4 separate regions of the Mus musculus genome follow, and regions 2, 3 and 4 are each linked to region 1. The links are chromatin contacts, called in public promoter capture Hi-C maps. All regions are on one chromosome and are shown on one strand. The core of a region is the stretch at or near the end of the contact, and the rest is flanking DNA. Distances in the headings are between cores, read along the strand shown.

What was found. Promoter capture Hi-C pulls out the DNA fragments that hold promoters and counts their contacts.
Region 2: a promoter capture Hi-C map of pre-B cells shows a contact between it and region 1, with 4 times the contacts expected there. The contact joins the promoter of Osgepl1 here to the promoter of Mfsd6 in region 1. A contact is called at or near these places in 11 of 39 promoter capture datasets (the 3T3-L1 cell line, the C10 cell line, the HPC-7 cell line and 7 more) and 1 of 115 datasets of contacts at active chromatin or transcription factors (astrocytes).
Region 3: a promoter capture Hi-C map of pre-B cells shows a contact between it and region 1, with 4 times the contacts expected there. The contact joins the promoter of Pms1 here to the promoter of Mfsd6 in region 1. A contact is called at or near these places in 5 of 39 promoter capture datasets (the C10 cell line, the HPC-7 cell line, hippocampal neurons and 2 more), 1 of 484 Hi-C or Micro-C datasets (embryonic stem cells), 1 of 115 datasets of contacts at active chromatin or transcription factors (astrocytes) and 1 of 9 other capture datasets (adipose tissue).
Region 4: a contact with region 1 is called in a promoter capture Hi-C map of hippocampal neurons, with 4 times the contacts expected there. The contact joins the enhancer-like site here to the promoter of Mfsd6 in region 1. A contact is called at or near these places in 10 of 39 promoter capture datasets (cranial neural crest, embryonic stem cells, frontonasal cranial neural crest and 6 more) and 3 of 115 datasets of contacts at active chromatin or transcription factors (double positive thymocytes, embryonic forebrain and stem cell-derived neural progenitor cells).

Annotation. Positions count from the first base shown.
Region 1 is chr1:52,725,919-52,728,618 of GRCm38.p6, reverse strand. Mfsd6 (major facilitator superfamily domain containing 6) reads left to right here and starts at 1,301. Exons shown (of 6, transcript NM_178081.4): 1 at 1,301-1,596.
Region 2 is chr1:53,312,356-53,315,055 of GRCm38.p6, reverse strand. Osgepl1 (O-sialoglycoprotein endopeptidase-like 1) reads right to left here and starts at 1,432. Exons shown (of 8, transcript NM_001285839.1): 1 at 1,198-1,432; 2 at 1-200. The coding sequence starts at 177.
Region 3 is chr1:53,295,739-53,298,438 of GRCm38.p6, reverse strand. It overlaps Pms1 (PMS1 homolog 1, mismatch repair system component), which reads left to right and starts at 1,411. Exons shown (of 13, transcript NM_153556.2): 1 at 1,411-1,553. Ormdl1 (ORM1-like 1 (S. cerevisiae)) reads right to left here and starts at 1,344. Exons shown (of 4, transcript NM_145517.4): 1 at 1,251-1,344.
Region 4 is chr1:52,149,486-52,152,185 of GRCm38.p6, reverse strand. It overlaps Stat1 (signal transducer and activator of transcription 1), which reads right to left. Exons shown (of 25, transcript NM_009283.4): 19 at 1,518-1,567; 20 at 854-948. Among named protein-coding and RNA genes, the nearest start is that of Stat1, 31 kb to the right of the region's middle. Within about 2 kb of position 1,340, at least 100 of the 459 cell types and tissues checked have an H3K27ac peak or open chromatin away from gene starts, as enhancers often do. A contact at or near this core is called in double positive thymocytes and hippocampal neurons, where this site is marked.

The sequences.
Region 1 (2,700 bases), core at 52-2,551:
TCTCTCTCTCTCTCTCTCTCTCTCTCTCTCTCTCTCTCTCTCTCTCTCTCTCTCTGTCTCTCTCTCTCTCATTTCCTTAATGCATGGACAGATCAGGAGAATGCTTGCTTTCTTTTTCACTTCCGTACTGGCTGGACAGATCAGGAGAATGTTGTCTTTCATGATAGCCCAACTGGGAACTTGAAGAGCTTTTCATTTCCACACAATGAGGGATCCAGCTGTCTCCAGGTCACACCAGAGCAGATATGTCATCCTTTGTACAAATCACCTTTATAATTTTCCTCTGAAACGCTAGCAGATACCGTCTTTGTTTAACTTCCACGTCTCAACATTTCAAGTGGTCTGTAATAAGGCGTATTGACTGCAGAAACTGTCCCTGGAAACGGGGGCTGAGCATCCAGCAACTGTATATTTATACTTTTTCATAAAGAAGGGCTTCACAATTTGAAGCGTCAGGGCCTATAAAGTGCTCTTTAGTAATGTCTTATGATGCAGAGCCTGGATTTTCTTCTACTTGTTTGTAATTTTGAACCTAGTTAACTTTCAGTCTCGTTTTGTAGCTGTAACAATAGATTAACATTGCTTACATCTATAGGATTCAATGGTATGTAAACAATGCTTCCCATGTAAGAAACGAATGTTCCTAAATGTTAGCTGTCATTATTGCTGGCTCTGGATTCTCTGCTCCCCATCACAGGCACGCACATACCCTTGTCAAACCAAACCTGTATACAATCTACTTGCTATCTGAATTTAACAAATGATACAGCTTAATTCTTAGAGTAACACCTGTGCTCAGGTCACTTCTTCATTAAGGTGCCATGTTCAGATGCTGTCTGGGTTCCAGAAGCTCCTGGAGCGAGCACTGTCTTTCTCCTAGCTGTTGTCTGCGGGGTCACCCGAGGACAGTTTACCAAGGTTGTGCCTAGAACCAGACAGCATGCATCTCATCAGCAGAGTTAGCTTTGAGGGTGGCACCTATTAAGTTCTGGAAAACTGATGGCTGTCACCACCCCTAGACCAGGTTGTTATTTACTTTGGGCTTCAAGTTCTTTCCAACACCCCATCAGAGATTAGGGAGTAAAACACCGCTCAGCCCGAGCGCAATGGGGTGTGGCGGAACGGGGATGGGGCATCGCCCACCTCTTCACTCTTTAGAATATGTCACGGCAGCCGGGGCTGGATACCGGGTCCCCCGGGCGGCCCCAGAGGGCGGGAGGCCGAGAGGAGGCGGCGGACGCATCCGCCGCCGCAGGAGGCGGAGCGCTGCACCTGGCGCCCGGTTCTCCAGCTCAGCCCTGAAACGGGTCCAGCCGGTCGGGAGCGAAGGCGGCGGCAGCGAGGCCAGGCCTGGGACCAAAGCGGCGAGGAGGAGCGGACAGAGGGGTTGCGCCGGACTGCGCCGGGCCAGCGCCATCGCTCGCCCCACCCGGCTTGCATCCAGCCGTCGCGCCCGCCGCACCCCCGGGAGAGGAGCTAGCCACCCAACCGACATGCGGCGCTCTGGCCTGCCCGCCGCCGCCCCGGCGCCCCGAGCGGCCGCCCCGCACCCCGGGGACAGGGCTCCCCGCGCCTCGCGCAGCTGAGCGCCTCCAGGTGAGTGGGTCGGCGCCGCCCCGGGGCCCCGGATCCTCCTCCGTGCACCTGCTGCGGGGTGGGCGCCGCCCCGGCCCGGGGCCTCCGAGCCTATCCCGCCCTCCCGGGTGCCGCCTGTCATCTCGGGGTGCAGGACAGCGGCGTCCCCCGCGCCCGCAGCACTTCCGCAAACGTAATTGGAGTCGGGAAAACAAAGGCGCTGCCCGGGAGCCCTTGGCCGCCGCCCGCCCGCAGCTGCTGCAGAAGGTGGGGGGCGCGGGTGGGCCCCGCGGGCCCAAGCCTGTCAGAGTCCGGTCCCGGCGTCGCCTTGGAGGTAAACATCCCCGGGAGAGAGGGGGAGGCGAGCTTGTCTTCATGGCCCTTGACAGTGTCCCCCTGTGTAGCAGGAGGAAACTGACATTGTCTGCCTCCCCCGTGGAAACAAATACAGGGGGCGGTACACCTCTTCCCGGGCTGCTACCTCCTTAGGAGAAATGTCCTACGGTGTGCGTGCGCGCTGAGCACTGAGCTTCAACTCAGGCTTGGGTCCCTCGCTTCACAGAGACTACCAGGTAGAGGAAAGATTCAGATGTAGCCCCTCCTCCTCCCTTTGCCCCTCCCCACGTGGTCTTGCCCGTGGATTACCACCCTTAAGTCTGGCACACTGTGCGTTTTGATTCTCCCACACGCCTGCGAAACCACAAACATTCCCTTTCATCAAAAAAAAAAAAAATTAATAAGCATGCCTACACCCACTGGGACATATAATACCTGCCAATCCATCGTAGAAATAACCTTGTGGAGTTGAAGTTTCAACTCCCAACCAGTGTCTAAGTAGTTTTGTGTCCTTTGGTTGTTGTTACATCATCCCAGGCTGCAGTTTTCTCACACAGAGAAAAAAGATGGATACAAGATGATAGTAATCCAGTCAAATCTCCTTTAACCTTGCTGGAGGTTCACGATGTTGTGTGTAGTTGTGTGTGATATTGTGTGTGATATTAGGTGTAGTTGAAAGTAGGCAGCATACAGTTTATGTGCTACCAGCAGCACTGTAAAAGAGAACATTGGGTAGGTCCATGTTCTGCACAGAGCATTGCTTCCTTGAGACCAGGCCCTAGCCAGCTA
Region 2 (2,700 bases), core at 183-2,682, 590 kb before region 1:
ATTCCCAGTTTCATCCACCACAGCCGCTCCTGTGTCATCACAGCTGGTTTCAATTCCCAGGACCAGTTTATGACAAGAGAGAGTTCTGGGATGAACACTAAATCTTCTTAAAAATCCATAAACTTTACTCTTTGGGGGCTTGGGAATAGCTCCTGCTGTCCTTCTTAACATTAGCATATTTGTTACTCTACAAATACTTCCTAGAAAAGAGTTACAGAAATATTATGTCATTTGCAATGAATTCATTTATTTAAACAAAATAATGAATGTTATCTTATTTTTTAAGTATGCAGACTTCAAAATTTTAAGAACATTTGTAAAAACATTATCAAAATCTTTTAGAGGTCCTAGAAATCACTAGATAGGAATAAATCAAATTTTGCAAGAGAAAAATGAGAAGCATATAAAATGATTATAATGTATCAAGTTGAGCACCCCCAAAGTGAAAGAAGCTCTAAAGCACGCTACCACCTGAGTTGTTAGTGGAAACACAAAAAGTACTAAAAATATTATTGTATAAAATTGCCTTAGCTGTGTTTACAGGATGCAAATGAAACACGAATTTCACATCTATACCTGGGTTTCATCCTCAAATTGGTCACGAATATGGCACATCGCAAAATTAAAAAAAATTTTTTTTTGAAATTTGGAACACTTCTGGTCCAGGCATTTTGGGTAAACCATGCTCAACACGCACTTTATACAACAGTTAATGTTATAGTATAATAGTTATGTGGACAGTACTACTTAAAGTGATGTTAAAAATTAAAGGCAAATAGAACAAATCAAAAATAAAGGCCTCCCATTTATTGACTCCCCTCTCCCCCAGAAAATAGTGTACTGCATTTGGACAGTTTATTAAAATATTATGCTCACTAATCAGGATTTAATTTTGTATTTTGGAAGCAAGCCCTCTCATAAAGTTCATTGTAAAAAACAAGCAAAAACCCCCGGCATCTCTGCAAAGACAACCGTAAACACTTATCCAATCTTCGGATTCACATCTCCACTTTTTGTAATAGGTTCACCACCCAAACCTCTTCCTAAACCCTTCTCCCCACATCAACTCCTCCCCAAAAGGTAGCAATCCATCCATCACTAAACATAAACACTCTAGTATTCCCACACTGCAAGACGTGTGGAATGAGCAAAACTGGGGTTAGAAATACAGTGAACGCGTCAACTGGGAAAGCAGACCTGCAGTGACTGGGCTGAGAGTAAACTACGCGCAGATTTCAGTCGTGAGCTCCCACAGCCTCTCCAGAAGAATTAGTTTTGGACAACACAGCTGGAATCTGTTGCTGGAAAGCAACGGAGTCTCTGTTGGTGGTGAGCAAAAGCTTGGGACAGGAAAGACGTGCGCGGGAGCAGTCTCCATTCCCCTTAGGAAACTGCGGGCGCCCGCACTACGCAGGCGCCCGGAAGTGACGTCACCGCCCTTGGGCCGGCGGTCCTTCTCTTGTCTTAGTAAAGAAATGCTTAATAACTTCTTATAGCCCCAGGCGTTCCTGCCAGGTTTGTGAATACCAGGTCTTTTACTAAGTCACGCTGATAGCGACTCATGAAAAGGTGTCCAGATTCAGTAGATCTCACTGTGCCCACACTATGCCGCATTTAAGGAAAGGGTTCTGCCCTCCGTTAGAACTTTGCTGCCACCAAGAGAAAAAGGGTAGGATTTACTGTCATTCTATTTTAGGAAAGCTGTCACCAGACTTAAAAGGTAGTGGCCTGAGAAACCTTCCATTTTCATGGGGAAAGTATTTTCATCAGAAGTCAGAACACCCGCAAAAACAGCACTTGATTCTCAGTGAAGTGTATTTGGTTGTACAGTTTAAACAACTGCTGCATTTATCATCCCAAGTGAAGCACCCATGGCATTCTATAGCCCCGGATTACTAGGTCAGCTTTCAACTTTCTGTATAGCATGTACTAATTATTGCATCTTGCTTTGTTTTTGTTGGTCTGGTTTGTGAACCTGTTAGTACAATCAAATGGATGTATTCCAAATCTTTCCTCTCTACCTAAACTTTAAAACTGTAGCAAGCAAAGGCTTTACAATGCAAGGCTGGGAAGGGCTTGGATCTTTGCTTTGATGAGTTAAAAAACCACCACCACCACCACCAGGTAACTCTTCTCACAGACTTACACTAAACTCTAGGAGAAGGTACTAGTAAATTCATAATTACAATATTGAACTTACTTTTAAAAAAATTGAGACTTTTTTCAACCTGTGACAATAAAGTAACAATTTTGTGCCAGCAGGGTCAGGAACACATCCAGGAGATACTGTGCTTGGTGGCCTCATTTACAGATAATTGGGCTGCTAATTTTGAATGAATTTAGTCACAGAGTTAAGTGCCTCTGACTAACACAGAATGGGCCAGGGCAACCTTGAGTCTGGAACCTGTTTGGTTAAATACCAGAAGTCAAACTCATTTGTAACCTTCAGGTGAATTTAATAGGAAGAATTTTACAATACTTATACCTTACGTGTTCCACTTAGATGCATGTACATGTGTATGAAATATAAAAATCTATGATTCAGGTTCTTGCAATGTTGTCCAGAACTCGCGGACTTCTTTTTGTAAGCCTCCACAGTAACTGGGACTACAAATACCCACTCCTGTAGGCCTACCTGGACTTTATCACACATTCATCCAGACTGTTCCTTTATGGCAGGTACTTTCTTAGTTGTGAGAG
Region 3 (2,700 bases), core at 162-2,661, 570 kb before region 1:
CACTCCCCTTCCCGTGGCAGTCTAGCCCATTTTGTATTTTCAGGTCATCTTTTTGTTTTCTTTTATGAGCTTTCCGCATACTACTTTTATTTCTCTGTGGAGCTAGTTTTGTCAAATATAATAATCACCAATAAAATAGTATTTTAAAAAGATGTGTGTGTGTGGGGGTGGGGGGACAGAACTGGCTCAACCAGTCTGAGTGGCAAGATGCTAACATGTAATGGAACATTTTAGCCATAGTCAGAGGTCAAAAGCATTTTGCTTTGATCTCCCTCTCTCTTGAAACAAGGTTTCACTGTATAGGTTGGTCAGGCTGTCCTCATTTTCACAGGTATCCTCCTGTAGAGTAGAGGGATTACAAGTGTATAAGCCACTAATGCCTGGCTGTGTGCCCCCATTTGAATAGTGAACCTAGAAATAACAAGCTGTTGATGTAAAATGAAAAATTTATAGGGTTAGGGGTTCAAATTTGTACCACAACTAGGTTAAAGTCATGAATCTTTCTCAATATTTCTTTAGCCAAACTCTCTACTTATTTATTTATTTACCTCCGCGCGCCCCCACCCACCCGCTTACTCCTTTTATGTTCAGGAAGAAACACTAAGTATTAGTATTTCTAGTATTAGTACTCAATTGTCGTGAGCATACAGTTTTGGGGGGGCCTAAGAGTTTACTTTGTTACAATCAAACTGAAATGGGTGTTGTCTGAGAGAAGGAAATGCGCTAGAATACATTTCAGCTTCTATTCAAAGATACCTAAAATCCTTTCTATTGCAGTGTTTGAAGAAAGGAATTTCACCCGGCTACGCAAGTGTTTCTGGAGTGTAATGTTCTTTCGGCTTCTCAAGATGTATGGAACAGGCAGTGATGAAAGTTACACTAAGGGAGAGTCTCGCGTAAATTTTGCTTCTATAATAACCAAGTACCTATAATGCACTTTTAAAGCTTAATAGTTCGAACATCCCACACAACGTAAAAAATTAAAAACCCAAACCCGCTGGAAAGAGCCTCACATTGCCACCTATGCTAGATTAGAAACCCTTTCTCAGCAGGTTGTGCCGCAAAGGCTTCGCTACCCGGCCCTCCCCGCCCGCGCACACCCACCGCCCCAGTCGCGGCTGCACTTCCGCGGCGCGCCGACCACCTGCGGACACCTAGGGTGCACAGCGCGAGCCCCGGAGGCAGCAGGAACCTGCTCTGCCGCAGGCCTTCTGGGCCGTGCCGCAGCTCTAGGAAGCCTTCGAGCTTACCGGCCGCCAGCTCCTGGCTGGTCACAGGACAATTCCCGCGGCAGCCACAGTAGGTCCTCTGGCTAGAGCTACTGGTGCGCCCCACCGCTTCCGGAAGGCTGCCAAGCTGCTCTAGCGAGCAGCCGATTGGCTGCCAGCCGCGCCAATCCCACTTCCTGCTGTGGGCGGGCCTTAGAGGAGCGCGAGCGCGGGTCCTGCTGAGCGCAGCCGTGCTTCGGTCCGAAGGACGTCCAGCGAAGTAGGCCGTGCAACTCAGGGTTTGCTGAGTGCTTGCCGCTGTGGGTGGTGAATGCGCGCTAGAAGGTAGTGTCACCGCGAACGAGCGTGCCCGGTGATGCTCGGGGAGGCTGAAGGCGCCTCCCGGGGCTAGGTGCGGATTTGCGGGGCTCGCGCGCACGCGTTTCAAGCCTCTGGGCTGGCTCGGCAGTAGTTGGAGCTCAGACCCTTGGGGTTCAAGGTGGGAAAGTTTTGTCTTGCTAGAGAGTGTAGCGGCTTGTAGCACTGTGCGTTGTCTCACACAAAAAGGTATTAATTTGTGGTTATTCCCAATGAAGACAGTGTACATCCTGAAGAGATGTGAATACCAGAAGTTCATCTCTATGAGGAAGGGGAGGAAAAAAAGATTTGATTAATCCATTCTCTTTCTAAATCATCTTTGAAAGTACTTTTTTTTTTTTAACCTTGGTGATTTGTATTTATAAAACTTTGTGAGTTTTATTTCAGAAATAACTCTGAAAAACATTTTAAAGTTGACAGAATGCTTGCGTGCGTGTGTGTGTGTGTGTGTGTGTGTGTGTGTGTGTAGGTATCTTTTATTTGTGTTGGTTCTGTGTGATGGTTGGGTTGGATTTATTCTGTTGTAAAATTTGCTGTTTTCTCCCTAAAATCCAAGCTCTCTAATCTTTTTGCTTTTGTAGATCAGTTTCTCTTTCTGATCACAGCATACTTCCAGGACTGTTGATTGGCTTCAGTAAACATGACTTCTTTTCTAACACTAGGACTGTTCCAACAGTAGGATTGTCCTCACTAGGTATGAATTCTTTTCCCACACTCCATGTGTTGTGTGCTGGAACATCAACCCTCTGGCTTTTCAGAGGAGGTCTTTAAGTGCACACCCCTTAATAATATGCCACATTCCTGAATATGTTTTCAATATACATTCACTGCCCTCAAAGCAATATGAGCCAGAGAGGAAGGGACAGATAAATAAAATAGCCATTTATGAGTTTGAATTAAAAAAACGAAGGGATGCCTAATCTCTTGGGAGATTGGAATATGGAAAAAGAGTTTTGGGAACTGACACAAGACATCCCAGAAAAATGTCATGTGGCCCAGGAAATCCTACCACATCTAGGTAAAGAGAGCCACATTGTAGTGTGACCAGATTAGTACTGTGTGTACATTTGGAAAATGGGATGAAATTAGAGAGATAGGGTAGTAGGGAATTTGG
Region 4 (2,700 bases), core at 91-2,590, 580 kb after region 1:
ATTTAATTTTCCATTTTGACTTACAGTCTAAGAAACCTGCTGCCGCCTGACAAGAGAACATACTATGAAAATGTATGCTTTCAAAATGCTTAACTGGCACTTAAAGGGAGCATCTCACTTATAGATACATGTGCTAAGTAGGAATCAGGATGAACACCGACTGGGGTGTGGCTTGGTAAACAGGCAATGCGTCGTCGTCTGCTGTTACTTGCTGACTTTAAACACCACGCATGACAGTGTCTGCCTATGCATCTTGTACTGGGGACGCAGCCTCAGGTAACAGCGCTTCAGACACCATCACTGCTGGTCAACTGACAGGAACCCCGGAGATATCAGTTGATCCCTGGACTGAATGAGCTAAACACTTTTCTCTTTCTCTCTTTCCTTCTGTCTCCTTCCTTCTTCCCTTCTCTTCCCTTCCCTCTCCTTCTCTCCTTCCTTCCTTCCTTTTAACAAAAAAGACTGAGTCTCACTGTCAGCCGTGGCTGCCTGGAGCTTGCTGTGCTACGAGCAGAGATCAGCCTGCCTCAGCCTCAGCCTCAGCTGAAGTTAAAGATCTGCACTGCCCCATCTGGTGGTTTCTGATTCTTTATTAGGGCAGTACAGTAAATACTGACAATGTTTGTGAGAATGAATAAATACATTAATGACACTAAGAGGTTTTTGTTTTTAATTTAGCTTTTAAATAGATAGATCTAAATATAGATATCCTAAGACATGCTTAATCTCCTGAGGGTGTCCTTTCAAGGAGCCTTATACCAGGTAAGTGTGCATCTCTGAGCAAAACCCCTGCCAAATCCTGAAGGCCGGCCGGCACTCTGTCCCAGCCTTCGGAGCGCTCAGGGACGCTTACCCATCATTCCAGAGGCACAGCAGGTGCTTCTTAATGAGCTCTAGGATGGTGTCAATCCAAGGCCAGAAGGAGAAATTTTTATCATTAATATTTTCCTGCAAGTATACAAATGCACAATTGGTTAACCAAAGCACTGCTTTGCCCTGCCCCTCCAAAGAGACCCCAGATCAAGCAAGAGGGGCAGTCGTTCCTGAGTGGAAATGCCTGGCTGGCTCCCCCTGCCTCTTTCTGACTTGCTAGAGCTTCTCCCTCCTTGGCTCCCTTTCCCAAGAGCAGCACCCGGCAAAGGTGACTTCCCAGATGACTGGAAAACAAGAGTGTGCTCACTGTAGCAGAAGCCAGCATGAGCAGCTCAGCTCCTGCTGGCGAACCGTGCAGGGTCTCACCACCCTGTGCAGGTGCCCTCGAGCTGGGGTAGCTCTGCACAACTGCTCCGTGCACGGTTCCCACGGCCTTAGCCAGAGCCCTGCTGATTAAGAGGCTGGGGCGAGGGATGTGGGAGAGTGTTATCACTCAGGCAGGTGCTTCCTGCCGGCTGGTCTCGGTCGGTCTCTGCTTGCAGACCAACCTCCTGCCCTGTAGGAAGGTAAACAACTTGTCCTAGTGGGTGTGAGGGGGACACATGAACATGCCAGAGTAAGCAAACAACCCAGGGAGGACCCACCTTACAAAACCTTGTCCATGGAATAAGACCATCAGGGCCAGCATTAGGGCCTAGAAACAAACACAAAAACGAACAAACAAACAAAAATCGCCTTTTTACCAAACAGAAATTGATCTGCTGCTCTAGTTGGACTGAGAGCTCTTGTATCTATTGCAAAGGGTGACTACAGCAGAGGTGATATTCTCTCGTATATTAACTTGAAATGGGCCTCTAGTTACACAGGCTGAAAGGACCAACAAGCAGTTTAAAACCTACGAATGGTGGCTTTGTTTCACCCCCTTTATTTATAGGCAGGGTCTCCCCGTGTAGCTCAGTCAGGCCTCAAACTCCTTGCTTCCCATCCTTGCCTCCGACTCCGCCAGCCTGAGATGACAGATGCGCACCACCATGCTGCTGTCTGTTGGTTTGATTCCAACAGCATGAAGGAATGCATGGAGGATTACTGAGATCGGATTATGAAAGCGCAGAGGAAGCTGACATCAAGCCAGCCATCTGGTGCCTCTTAGCTCCTTTCCCAGAGAGCAGGCAGAGCTCTATAAACCCCACCCCAGGACACGCCCTTCCAGGCTGATCTGACTTTGGCATGACCCCTGTCTCCCTGAAGGCTCTGTGGAGAAGCCACCCTTGTCTCTACCCAGCACCACTTCCCGCTGTTCCTCTGCCTACATGAAGTCCCTCCCCACCAAAAGCCCTGCAGAACAAATGTGCAGTTCCAAATAAGGCCGAGATCTCCGGTGGATTTTATAAGCTCACTGTACTTAGATATATCCCTCAGCCTTCTCACAAATTGGACAGTTGTTCAAACTGATACAAGCCATAAATATAATTAGCCATATGAATTAATGCAGCATGTGGTCTGAGCTGTGTTAAGTCCACTACTTTGTTTAAGGGAAACCACTGATACGCTACAACAAGCAGGGAAAAAAAAATCCTTGTATCTCACCAAATGTGGAATACAGAACAAGGTCTGAGACCCTTGTTAATGTGCACAAGTGAGTGAAGACCCTTCCAGGGACATTCAGTTAAGAAAGACCCACTTCGACTACCGTCTGCATCACCCTGCTACACAGACCGCAAACCTGGACAACGGTATTGATGGAATTTTAAAGACATGCTTCAGATATCCGGTTCATTGGCAGGTTGTCGGTGATAAGGGAGGCTTTGACTTTTCATTGTAGAAGAT